2 separate regions of the Neogale vison genome follow, and region 1 is linked to region 2. Evidence: chromatin contacts called from public Hi-C data. All regions are on one chromosome and are shown on one strand. Each heading gives the region's core, a stretch centred on a gene start, on an enhancer-like site or on the middle of the called end of the contact. The rest is flanking DNA. Distances are from core to core; before and after follow the strand shown.

Evidence for each region. Hi-C and Micro-C count contacts between places; a contact is called where the count stands out from the background.
Region 1: a contact with region 2 is called in a Hi-C map of fibroblasts, with 9 times the contacts expected there. The contact joins the enhancer-like site here to the promoter of HOXA13 in region 2. A contact is called at or near these places in 2 of 3 Hi-C or Micro-C datasets (fibroblasts and muscle).

The regions. Positions count from the first base shown.
Region 1 is chr4:183,275,941-183,283,083 of ASM_NN_V1, reverse strand. The region is part of intron 2 of JAZF1 (juxtaposed with another zinc finger protein 1); the gene reads left to right. Among named protein-coding and RNA genes, the nearest start is that of TAX1BP1, 150 kb to the right of the region's middle. Within about 2 kb of position 1,728, the one cell type or tissue checked has open chromatin away from gene starts, as enhancers often do. A contact at or near this core is called in fibroblasts, where this site is marked.
Region 2 is chr4:182,651,693-182,658,079 of ASM_NN_V1, reverse strand. It overlaps HOXA13 (homeobox protein Hox-A13), which reads left to right and starts at 2,236. Exons shown (of 3, transcript XR_006384145.1): 1 at 2,236-3,211; 2 at 3,930-4,495; 3 at 5,979-6,163.

The DNA of each region.
Region 1 (7,143 bases), core at 479-2,978, 630 kb before region 2:
GAGCTGGAAGCTCGGTGTTTTTTAATTTGGGATTTTAATTTGGAAGAGTCATTTTACGGGAACCAAAACGTCTGCTGACATTACCCTGAGAACATGCTGGTCTCGTCTACGCCCTGGAGTCGAGGAGATCAGAAAACCCTCCAACACTGAATGTGCGTCTTTGGGAAAAGCAGCCAAGCCACCAGAGAGTGTGCAGTTGGCTGGTTAGACTGTCACCAGGCTCCCCAGGGAAACATGGAGAGTCAGCCACAGATTGACTGCCAACATTTGCAGCCCTGGTCCTCGCCCCAGACCACTGCTGCCTCTTGACCCTCCCTATAGATCCTTCAAAAAGATCGTGTTAACTGATTAAAAGTCCTGAGGAGGGAAGTTTCAATACCTACAGTATCGGGTTCTTTTCCGTCGTCATATGTCTTCCCATTTATTCCACTTATCCAGGCTTCCAGATGAATGTAAACCGTATCATCTTCCTGCCATAGAGAGGAACTTTGGGGAGCCAACCCCAGACCCTAAGAGAATTACGAGAAGCATGTATCTCTGGGTGCTCCAGGAACTATGGGAATTACCGGGCACGGGTGAAACTCAATAAAAGGAAATATTGTGGCCAAATGCTTCCTCTTTTAAATTAATACTCTCTTGACTGTTCTGGGGGGAAAAAATCACCCACTATTAAAATTTGTTAGTACTTTTGCTGACTTGAAAATATTATTTAAAAATTTCCTATTAAATGTGTTGGTTATTTTGCTGACTTTAAGAATATTTTACAACTAACATAAAATGTGGTTTGAAGGTACCATCTGAATGAAAATGAGAGCTTGTTTTATTTTTGTTCTGTCTTCAATATACTTCCTCATATTTATCTTTATGTATGGATTTTTTTCAGTAATGATTTATATTTGCTCTGTCCAAAAAGTTTAAAACACAACATAAAATGCCCTGTAAAAATTTGTACTCGGTTCCCTAAAACACTTGAGACTTTCACTGGATTTTGCTAGGCATACACTTCAGTCACTAGAATGAAAATTCGGCTGAGGCAATCATGACGTTTGTCCACATAGCTAACTTCTAGTTTCTTCCCTGTATCCTGACCCCTAAAACCCAGATGTACTAGAAATTGCTCTCTCTTTTTTTTCTTAAGTGAACTCCTCAGGGCCCCATGTTCTTCACAGATAATCTTAAGAATTATTTCGGTGACCATGATGATACTGTCCTTAATACTTTGCAGTGCATTTTAGGAAGATGTCACAGGGGCTTACAGAAAGTTTGTATAAAAGGAAACTGTATAAAAGGCAGCAGGCGTTGACAGAAGTGTTTTTTTGTTTTTGTTTTTAAAGTGAGTCCTTTGGAAGAATCAATGTCTGCCTGCCTTTTTGATAAATAGCTTTACAACTATACTGTAAATTTAAGTCCATGCTGGTAAGCGCCTTCGAAACTTCTGGCCTGCAGAGGGCTCTCTAATACCGCGTTTTCTTAGTCCTCCCTTGGAAAAAGGGATAAAGCCATACTTGCTGGAAGGGGGGAGGGTAAGCCCAGAGGCTTCATAACGTTCCTGTAGTCAGACGGTCAGCCTGGTGGCAGTCGGGTAAACAGACTAGGAATTGTGGGCAAAGTCCTTCTCTTGAGTTTTGTACCAAGCAAGAGATTGGAGGACTCTGGCGGGACTCATTACTTTAATAGCCTAGAGCTAGTTCACGTAGCAGCAGGAGTCTACCAAAAAGGCATTTCATTATTGAAACCAAAACTGGTACATTGTAACTGCCGATTACTAGTAGTCAGTTTTTTTAATCATTTCAAGTAATTTATAAAGCGTTTACACACATAAATAGAAAGCTCTAAATGCTGATATTCCATAAAAAGTAAATAAAATATATTTTTGTGCATTAAGACTTAATTAAGTGGTATGATTTCATGTCACAAATTTAAAACAGGCGGGTGAGACTTGCCAACATTACTGCAGCTGTGTTTTACATTAGGAAATTAATTAAAACAGTCATTTATGCTTTTTTCCACTTATAGGTATTTAGGCCTCTCTGTATTATACCATATATTTTTCCTTCAATCATTATATTATGATAATCTATCGTAGCAGGCTGTATCTTATTCTGTTAGTGGTAGAGGCCGGTGGGGGGGGGGCGCATGAATATAGTGTAAAATTTGTCCTGGGCTGGTGAGGCAAACCAGACAGGCTAAAGACACTTCCTGCTGACTTTGAAGGAAGGGGTACTCCGTATTTATGCATACGTTCCCTCCTTGTTTCACGTCAGAGCAGAATTTCATTTTACATTTCATTACAACAGGGTTTTCCTTCTGCCCACTGGTGTCAGGAAGGGAAGCAGGGGAAATCAGAAAAAATAACTTGACCTGCCAGATGACACATCATCATTTATTTAGACTTAGCCGTTCTGCGAGACCTTGTTTTTGAAGCCGACCTGCTTATAGAGTTCAGTTATAGAATGTGCTAAACTTAAAACACACCCAAATGGATAGTCGACGCGTAGTTTGCAGTTCAAATATTGTCCTGATTTTCTGTATCAGAGCTAAATAATGACTCCCTTGAGCTATCAAGAACAAATTGATCACCCTTTACTTATTTACTGCGGTTATTTATGTTAACTGTAATAAAATTATTACTTGATGAAGTTTTAATGATGTAAGTAATTTTGCTTCCCAAGAGGCATCAGTTGCCAAATGAGGCTGAAGTTTTGAAAAAAGCTAAAGACTGAGTGTACAAAACGTTACTATAACATCTTTATTTTGGGATATAATTCATAAGACTCCTGACTAGTCCTGGGCCAGGGCCAGAGGCTTTTGGTTCCTCAAACACCAGAGGTACTTGCCTTAAGTTATTTATACCTGTGAGCCATCTGTGTGATAGGATTTTAAGGGTGGCAGTCCAGTAGGATTCTAACCCTATGCGGTTACACGCTTGCACACAGTTAACTACTGTAAACAAGTATGTGTATACATGGTTATTAGTGGTACTTAGGGTTGAAGCCTATTTCCAACTTGTGTTTCTTGAGTGGATTAGCTACTCTAATTCTTTCACCAAAGGCAGAGGTAGAATTGGACTACTGGCATCCCTGAAAGTTCCTAGCTCTCTGGAAGCCACATTCCTCCTGAGCCCTCCTGTAATCCAACAGCAGGAGCCCAAGCCCACGCCTTCCTTTTGTAACCTTAAATCACCCCTCTTTTTGAAGACTTGACCCAAACCTGTTGTGTGCTTTCCAGCAAATTGGGCATTATTTTAGTTATTTTTGTGTTGTCACCCTGTCATAGAACATATCCCCACACTTGCTCTGTCTGGCACTGCGAGGTTCCATATTTGACAATAAAATACTTTCCTGTAGTGCTTCCAGGCATGTTGACATGCTTGCACTTGAGTAGTCCAACTCAGTGGTTCTCAAAGCAGCAGCATCAGTGTCACCTGGGAACCTGTCAAAAATGTACAGTCTCAGCTGCCACCCCAGACCTACTGAATCCATTTACCTTTGAAAAATCAATTGCTTTTTTTTTTTTTTTAAACCTTCATCACAGGCTTGTGCGTGATTGACTTAAAATAAAGATCTTTATTCTTTATTGCCGTATGGCGCACATTTTCCCTTTTTAGATCCTATTCACAGCTTGGGGCCAGGTCCAAAGTATTTCTCCTGAGAGCTCAGAAGTTGTAATTCCGCCAAGTATGATATCCCATCCTGACCGTATATCCTATCGTCAGGATAATATCCTATCCCAACGTGACAGGATGGGTAGTGCCCCCAACCTGTGCTGAGTATTTAATGCTGCCCCTTGCTAGGTTCTGTTTCAGTACTACCGCAATCATTTATTAAGCCGTGACCTTCAGTGAGCCTCTTACCTTTTAAGAACTCTAGTATTTTGCATGGTTTGAAAGCAAAAATCTTTAGATAGAGGGCTGGCCTAAGTGACTTCACAAAGTCCCAAATCAGATTATTGATATAAATGAAACATGTTAAAAAACAAAATCCATCTGAGTAAATTTAAAGATCTAAATTTTGAATCAGGGGTTCTTGAATCAGGCAGCATCCCCTCCAGCAAATAGAAAGGGGCTCCAAGGACTTGTACAAGATGGAAGGCTGTTATAAACATCACTGTTTCTCTTCCAGTCCTTAGTTCATCTGGGGAAAGCTACAGTGAACAGGCCAATTGATAGTCCAATGAGTTAGTATATTGTCAATATTAGTATATAGTCAGAGAAATGGTAATTTCCATGGGTGGTAAAAATTATAGCAGTTAATGACTGCTTGCAGCTCTGCTCACAGATGTTCAATATAACTATACAGGGAAAACATGCTCAGTAACATCCTCGTTGTACGCAAATAATGGAAAAGTTCAAATACTGTGAACTATTGACTGCTCTACTCTTCAGCTAGATTCTGTCTGTAAGCTGCTAATTTCCCTCTTTTACCCAGAGGGTACAATAATGTCTGTGATATGATCCCTGCCCTTCAAAGCCTCCAGTCTAATAAGGGATGTAATATTACTATTGATGAGCAATTAGAAAATAACCAATTACTGATCCTTGTGATTTTCTTGTAGTCAGGATGGGGTGTCCACATGAAATACGTGTGGGCCAGAGCAGTGATAAAATATGAAACGTAATGTGAGCCAGGGCTTGAAGGATAATTAGCATTTTTAAGGGGGTGTCTGAGCTATAAGGAAAAAAATAATCTAAATGCAGCATTAAAATTGTATATACTTTAAAAAAATAAAAAATAAAATTGTGTATACTTTATATTAGATAGGATATGCTTGGTTATACTGCTTGAACAAATAATTTCCAAAACTCAATGACTTACTGTCACAAAGTTTGTTTTTTGCCCACTGTGTACATCCAGTGTGATTCAGGAGGAATATTCTGTCCATTTTGGTTTTTCAGTAACCTAGTCTGATAAAGCTTGAACCACAATCTGTAATCACTGTAGCAAGAGGACTCTCAGTTTGGGCCATCACTGCGGTGCATATCTCACTGGCCAAATCAGTCCCATGGCCATGCCCAATCCTGGGCCCAGAAACTGGAGAACCAGAAACACTCGGAGGGCAGTATCAATAATCTTTAGAAAGAATATAACACTTGAAGAACTTAGTAATTAAAACTTTGGCAGGGGTGGGGATGGGAGAGGAGAGCCTGCACGCATGCACTAGGGGTTGGGAGACCGAATCCCGAGCAGGGTGGAGCCAACACAGGGCTCTGTCTCATGACCCTGAGATCATGACCTGGGCTGAAATTGAGTCAGATGCTTAAGCGTTGGAACCATCCATGCGCCCCAATAATTAAATCTCTTAAGCAAGGTGAGCTTGATCTCTAGAAGGTAAACTTCTGTGGGTTTTAATAGTTTGCTTGGTTTTAGCTTCCATCTAGATAACTGGGAATACAAGTCACTAGTATTCTTCAAGCCCACTTGAAAGCGTTTCAGTAGACCTCATAGGTTCCATAAAGAGTGTGTGTAGCTGCCGTTATTGGTGGTCACCCAAATCTTTCCCTCTCTTTATTTGCTGGAAGAGCCCTATGTTTGTTCAGGTGGTAAGTCTTGAATAGTTCAAGCTCAGTGGCTCTCAAACCGACAACACTAGCATCACCTGGAGACTTGTAAGAAATGTGAATTCTCGGGTTCCTCCCCAGACCTGAATCAGAAACTTTGGTCTAAGCTGATGGTGGCAATTCATTCTGCTTGCCACTGACCAATGGACGGTTAATATTGGGGTGCAGGTCCAGCCAATGAAACATGATGGGACATGCCCTGGGTTGGAGGGTGAAGGAAGGCACTCTGGAAAAAGTCCTCACTATCTTTAAGAAAGACTGCATCTCCATGAAAATATGTGATAATGTGATCTGATGCAACATTCTTGCAACCAGAAGAGCGTCCAACATGCTAGGATGATAAAAAGATGGAAGGAACTAGAATCCTTGGTGCTACTGAATTAATTAGTCATCCTGGCACCACCCTTTTCCACGTTCTTGTAGGTAATAAATTCTCTGTTAATGAGATTCCTGGCAGAGAATCATACCAGCTGTGGAACAGAAGTTCTGCTATATTCCCCCACAGTGTTGTCCTAGCTTTGCCCCAGTTTTAGGGAGGCTACTGCTTCTTTGGGGATCAGAGACACAGGAATCGCTGGTCCCCCGCTAGTCTGTTCTACAGAAGACCCTCTTGACTCTGCAAGGAGTTCTGTCTCTTAGCTTATTGATTCTTCCACTGTGTACAATTCACGTCAGGGTTTTTCCTCATTTGTACTCCACACGGTCAGCTGAGTGTCAGGTTCAAAAGCTCCAGGTTTAAAAGAGGATATTTAACAAATTCAAATTTGTGTCTGGGCCCCACTGTCTCAGTTCTGGAGCTTCAGTGTATTGGTCTCTGCCCACACGACTGCATAGGCAGACCTTCCCTAGAACAGGCTTAAGACGATGTCAGCTAATTGAACTGTGAAACCTAGAACAATGATTAAGTCGTTCGCTCATAAAGTGGCGTCTTTGCAGGTAAATCTGTATGAGTTATGAGGAGCCAATGAGCCTTGAAGGACTACTTCAGAACCCATCACAGGTTCTCAGTATATTTTAAAAGAAGGTAGGTATCAAAACAAGAGGGCCTCTATGTCCTACTTAACATTACAAGAAAAACCCTTCCTGAAATGAATCCATGTCTTCCTCTCCAGTTAATTAATGTGACCCCTTACAGCCAACACATCCTGCAAATACCCTCTAATATCATGGCTCTTATTACCTTACATCTCTCCCAACACACTCAGTTACATGAGCAACTCCTCATGGAAGAGTCTGATTTTTATTGTACCTTGCCAACTAAAATTCTTTGGGCTTATTTTGTTTGTTTGCTTGCTTGCTTGCTTGCTTGTGAGTGTGCACATGAGGGTGGGGAGGGAGAGAGAGGGAGAAGTAGACTCCCCACTGAGTAGGGAGTCTGCCATGGGGCTCCATTCCAGGACCCTTGAGATCATCAACTGAGCGGAAGGTAGAGGCTTAACTGACTGAGCCACCCAGGCGCCCCTTTTGGCTTATTTTAAAAATTCATTTCTCTCCTTCCCTAGGTAAGAATCACTAATTTAGGAGCTTCTGGCTGGCTTAGTCAGTAGAACACACAACTCTTAATCTCAGGGTCCTGAGTTTGAGTC
Region 2 (6,387 bases), core at 987-3,486:
GTAAACACCGCCCCAAAATCTTTACAAAAGCAAGGGGGAAAAAAACAAAACTGGGTAAACCAAACAGAGCAAGAAAGAGTAATTCCAAAGAAAAAAGAATGAAGAGTGAGAGAAGGAAGGTGAGCAGTGGGCCTTGTGGCAGCTCCCTGAATCTCCCCGCTGGCATGGCAGTTCTCACACCGGCTAGACTGCAACTTTCAACTTGACCTTGGCCTCTAGCCGTGTCTGTCCCGTATGTAAAACAGTCCTCAAGTCCTCAGGAACTGGGGCCTCGAACCCTATCCTGTCTCTTTGTCACTGTGAGTTTTACAATGCCACTTGGAGGAAGGAAGGGGGGCGAACAGGGCCGGAAAGTAACACAAAATTCAAGTCCCTACAGAGGCTAGTTCCTTAGTCTGCAAATGGCCATTCAGGGAGGAGGTAAACTGGAGGCAGATCAATATTTACCCGGAGCTACTAAAAAGGCAGGACGGAAAAGGTACACTGCATACATGTATGATGGGACGGGGTGTCATAGAAGGCTTTATTGGGCAGCACTTAAACATTGGTCCCGGCAAACCCAAGGATCAAGGCAGATAAAAGCTGGAGCCCAGCCTCATTGGTCTGGGCTCTGCAGGAAAACCAGGAGCCTTAGGGAGCAGATCAGGGCAGGGACTAGGGGCTGGGGACATTTGCAACACTCTGAGCTTCTGGCTGAGTCTGCAAGCTGGAATGAGATGGCAAGTCCACACTTCTGATGCCCATCCCAACGCCCTGGGATGAAAGGGAGTCCAGCACTCTCCCCAAACCTGATATTCCTGTAGAATACACCCACTTTCACTTTGAACGTATGTTCCCCTTCTGGACATTTGATCAGCTCACAGCCTCCACAATCAGTAATGGAAGTATGTAACCCCAAAGCAACCCCAAAGTACCCCCAGAATCCCCCACCAAAAAATGATGGCTGTTTGGCTCTTCCACCACCAACACCCCACCGTGTTCTCACGAAAGGGTCTGCATTTTCCAGATACAGAGGAAAGACTTCTCTGGCTGGTTCTTGGACAGAGGAGGACTGGGCACCCTCTCTGCAGGCTGGAGACAATGCTCTCCCCAGTTCTACTTGGGTGGAAGGCATAAATAGTTCCATCAAGCCCCCTTCTCCTGCTCCAAAATGAAGTGAAATGGGGAGTGTCCATGTGCCTGAAGAACGGGCTCCAGCCCAAGATCTATGAAGCCTCATTAGGCCCTAGAAAGGGAGTCCCAATCAGCACCCGGGGCTGTTCCTTTTAAACTTTCAGGACAGGGCAGCCTGGTTGGAGATGCAGGAGTACCAGAGAATATTGCTCACAGATTGCTCCCAAGTCTCTGGAGAAGGAAAAGTTGTTATCAGGGCAGAGTGTGGCACAGTCTCTATACCTAAGTGTGAGCGTCTGATCAGAGTACACTTGAATATGAGTGCGTATGTCAGTGTGGGTGTGAGGGCGTCGTTCTGACACCCTATGGGCCTAAGTGCAAGTGTATGATATTGCCCGCCAGCACTGTAGACAGGAAAGCCGAGAGCGCTCCTAAACACAGTCCAAGCTTTCCAGGGGAACGTCCTGGGACCCATGAGCCAGGCGCATCCGCAAATGCCCCGCCACGATCCCCTGGAGGGAGTCAAATCTTGACGCTCTCGTAGCCGAAAGCGCTAGTGTCCACGCTACGGTCCCACTGCAGAAAGACTCGCGGATACCTGGAAAGAAAACAGCTTCAAAGGCCCCAAGAAACATCCAGCCTGGACTACGCCCCATTTTCATTTCTATCCCATCCCCAGCCGTCCGCCGATTTACCTGACCTACTCCCACTGCTTCAGGTCTCCACGCAACAGCGCGCCGCCGTCCCCTCCCCGCCTAATTCTGTCCTGGGCCCCACTGGGACAGAGGAAGGGAAGAGGGAGCTGCAAGGAGGCCGCCCTTCTTTCCCTACCCCACCCGCCGTCTTCCGCCCCCACTCGCCCGCGTCCCCCGCCTCTCCCCTGGGTGAATGGTTCGCGGCCGCGCGGCGGGCGCTGGCGCTGGCGCTGGGGACGGCGCGGGCGACGGCGGGGACCGCGGGTGCACAGCGCAGAACCGGGGTTGGAGCCGCCCGCTTTGCATACGCCGTGGGCGGAGCGGGGTGGGGGCGGGCCAATGGGCGGCCGCCTGGCGCGACCCCGCGGGGCGCGATCCGCCCCCCTCGCTCGGGCCCCGGCCCCGCGCCGCGCGCTCTTCACTTCTTGGGGGCTTTTTAAAACAGCGCCACTGGGGTCTTCTCCATGCGGCTCGGGCTATGACAGCCTCCGTGCTCCTCCACCCCCGCTGGATCGAGCCCACCGTCATGTTTCTCTACGACAACGGCGGTGGCTTGGTGGCCGACGAACTCAACAAGAACATGGAAGGGGCGGCGGCGGCGGCGGCGGCGGCAGCGGCGGCGGCGGCGGCCGGGGCCGGGGGCGGGGGCTTCCCCCACCCGGCGGCTGCGGCCGCGGGGGGCAACTTCTCGGTGGCAGCGGCGGCCGCAGCGGCCGCGGCGGCCGCAGCTAACCAGTGCCGCAACCTGATGGCGCATCCGGCGCCCCTGGCGCCGGGCGCCGCGGCCGCCTACAACAGCGCGCCCGGGGAGGCGCCCCCGTCGGCCGCAGCCGCCGCCGCTGCCGCCGCCGCCGCCGCCGCCGCCGCCGCGGCTGCGTCGTCCTCGGGAGGGCCCGGCCCCGCGGGCCCAGCGGGCGCCGAGGCCGCCAAGCAGTGCAGTCCCTGCTCGGCGGCGGCGCAGAGCTCGTCGGGGCCCGCGGCGCTGCCCTACGGCTATTTCGGCAGCGGCTACTACCCGTGCGCCCGCATGGGCCCGCACCCCAACGCCATCAAGTCGTGCGCGCAGCCCGCCTCGGCCGCCGCTGCTGCGGCCGCCTTCGCTGACAAGTACATGGATACCGCCGGCCCCGCGGCCGATGAGTTCAGCTCCCGCGCTAAGGAGTTCGCCTTCTACCACCAAGGCTACGCGCCCGGGCCTTACCACCACCATCAGCCCGTGCCTGGCTACCTGGATATGCCGGTGGTGCCCGGCCTGGGGGGCCCCGGCGAGTCGCGCCACGAGCCCCTGGGTCTTCCCATGGAAAGCTACCAGCCCTGGGCGCTGCCCAACGGCTGGAACGGCCAAATGTACTGCCCTAAAGAGCAGGCGCAGCCTCCCCATCTCTGGAAGTCCACTCTGCCCGGTAAATGGCGCCCCCTTCTCAACCCCGGTCCTCCGGCTCTGCTCCAGCTTCTCTGCCGCTCGCTCCCGGGTCACTCTCCTGCCCCTCTGCTCTCCCCCTCTCCCGGCCTGTCCTGGGGGGCGCTGCACCCCTGGGCGCCCGACCGTGGCTGGCTGGCGCGGCCCGCCCTACCCTTGAGTTAGGCTGGCTCCTGGCTCTCCCTGGGAGAGGGATGGCTGGGAAGAAGCTTGTGGGACCCTGGCGGGCTCCCTTTTCTCTCTGCGCCCCGCCCTCCCCAGCCCTTGACATCGACTTAAGGATGGAAAATTGACCTGGAAACTGTTTCCCAAATTGCCCGTATTCGTGCTCTCGAAATGGCTTCACTGTAGAAGCATCAAGTGTTGGGGCTTGGGGTGTGCGGAGAGGAGTCAGGCATAGAAGTGTTGTCCCCTGGCGCTAAGGTGTGGGCCGCTGGGCCAGGAGATCAAGCGAACCCAGCGCGCTGTGCGGACAGGATGGCCCGGTTGGGGTGGTCATTGGAGTCCTAGGCGATTTCGTTTCAGTGCAGAACTAACCACCCTCCCCACCGACCCTCCAGATTGTAGTGGAAAGCTGGATTGTGCAATGCATGGCAAAGGGCAGCTGGGCGCAGCAAGGGGGGTGGCTCAGATTGAGCTGTCGCCTGTGTCCTGGCCTGGGTGTGATCCCTGTGTAACTTGCCTTCTTCCCTATCTTCCAGACGTGGTCTCTCATCCCTCAGATGCCAGCTCCTACAGGCGGGGGAGAAAGAAGCGCGTCCCCTACACCAAGGTGCAATTAAAAGAACTGGAACGGGAATATGCTACAAACAAATTCATTACCAAGGACAAACGGAGGCGGATATCAGCCACAACAAATCTCTCTGAGCGGCAGGTTACAATCTGGTTCCAGAACCGGAGGGTCAAAGAGAAAAAAGTCATCAACAAACTGAAGACCACTAGTTAATGGATTAAAAGTGGAGCAAGAGGGCAACTTGAAGAAATACTTCAGAACTGGTGGCTTTGCCCAGAGAATGAACGTAATTCTTAATAATAATAATTGAAGAATGGGAAAGAGAAAGAGAAAGACACTGGCATTTTGCTTTCCTAAGGGGGATCTCTTTCTCCTTGGTGGAATCTACAACTCTTTTAAAACTTTGCTCTAAGAAAAGGTAAAGACTTCCAGTTCTCCCGCCAACCCCACCAGACCGTTAAATGACAAACTCTAGAGTCAAATGTCAACCCCCAAATATGCAATTTCAGATAAGTTACGCATTTACTGAAACTTGTAAGTATTTATGTGACCATAATATTTCAAGATACTGTGTTATATGGTAATAATCCAAAAGCTGGTTACAAAAGCAAGAGGCTGTTGTAAACATCTGTTTGTCCTTGGGTCGCCATTGCCATCCCCTTTGCATGTTAAGTGACTGCTCAGGTAAATCTTAGTGAAATTCCTACCATCATTATATATTCTGCAAAACATCTTATGTATAGATTTAGAAGGGGAGAGAGAAGAAGGTACTGCAATAATGATCTTGGGCTATTTACAATGAAAAAAAGGAGAGAAGGCTTTTCTGAGGATCATTTGTCTTGATAGTAAATACAACCAGCTGAGCCTTTGAGGCTACAAGGAAACCCCAGGTTGGGAATGCCCTTCTGACAATAATTTTAAATTGCTTAGAACAGCCATATTTTGTGGCATTTAGATTATATTTTTTGCTTGATAGAATTTGCTTTCCAAAGAATTTAATAACTTTAAAAAAATATTTAAAGCCTCAAATGTTTCATAGAATTCACTTTATTAGATCTCCTGAGAGGTCCACCCTGACATGGTGAACCTTGGTTTCAAGAGAATTCATGTTTCATTTAAATTGGTATTTTCAAATATTTACTAAACGTTTTGCTGGAGAGTAATTTTGCTTTTTTTATTTTTTAGAAAACTCAGAACGGATATTCATTCCCCTGAAACATTTAGATGTTTACATTCTATATTTTGAACTATTAAGGGATTAGTATTTTTTCCTTGTTTATTGTGTTATAAGACTACATTAGGAAGTTTAGGGATTCATCTTTACAGCACATTTTTAATCAAGCAGTTATTTCAACCAGCACATTCATTTTGTTCACATTCACTATAAAATGCTATCTTGTAAATAAAGACATTCAGCACACTGTGAAAATGTATTTGTGCACCTGCTTTTCAAACATTTCTACTAAAAATAATAATGAAAAAGAACCTTAGACCTGTAGATAGTGATATAGAAGTATTAATTATGGTAATTAAATAGTCACTGCCATTAAAATCTGAAGGAAATACTCGTTATTTTCCAAGCTAAACGTGCACTGCACAGAAAGAAAAGGAGCGGGGTTTGTCCTGTACAAACCAAGGACCATTCTTTTCTGTTACTATTCAGCCTTTTTTTTGTTGTTGTTACTACAAATTTTTTAAGCAAAAGGAGAAATCCCTCATAACTAAAATCCTAAAAATTTGGATAAGTGCTTCAGGAGAGTTAAAGTGTTAAGCATTCTGAAAAGGAGAAAGAAGAAAGGAGGAAGAGATAGTATAAATTTCCAGGCTCACTGTGGAAAATGAAAACCAGTTGTTGAGTATCAGTGATGCCCAGGCTGTAGTATTTTAAAATCTGTTGTTGGGTCTGCATGTGTCTGAAAGGGCAGGTTTTGATATTTGTTGAAATGACAGGACTAGGAAAGGCCTTAAACCTTGACCTTGACGAAAAAAGACAATTTGTGACCTTGACTTTTGACAGCTCATGAATTGGCCTCGGCTGGATTAGTAGATCAAGGGCGCCACCTCGCGTTGACAAGCTTCCTTGTAATTCTTCAGCTTCAAGGGACTCAAAAGGTCTTACCTCCTTGACTCCTTGTTTTAGAGATTTAGTACTCATTTCTTTGGCTCCAGATGGAACAAATTTGAATATATGTAAGTTATACATGTGCCTGTATATATGTGAATATATATTATATATGTGTATACATGTATACATTTGCATATCGGTGCTCGTGTGTGCTTGTATATATATTTGTAGAATCTGTACAGATACAGTATCACTAATTACCGATGATCCAAGATGTTGTAATTTAAGGTGATTTCTAGAGTTGAGGTACAAAATGTACTTTCCATGATGAAGTTTTGCTCCTTTTCTTTAATGGCCAAGT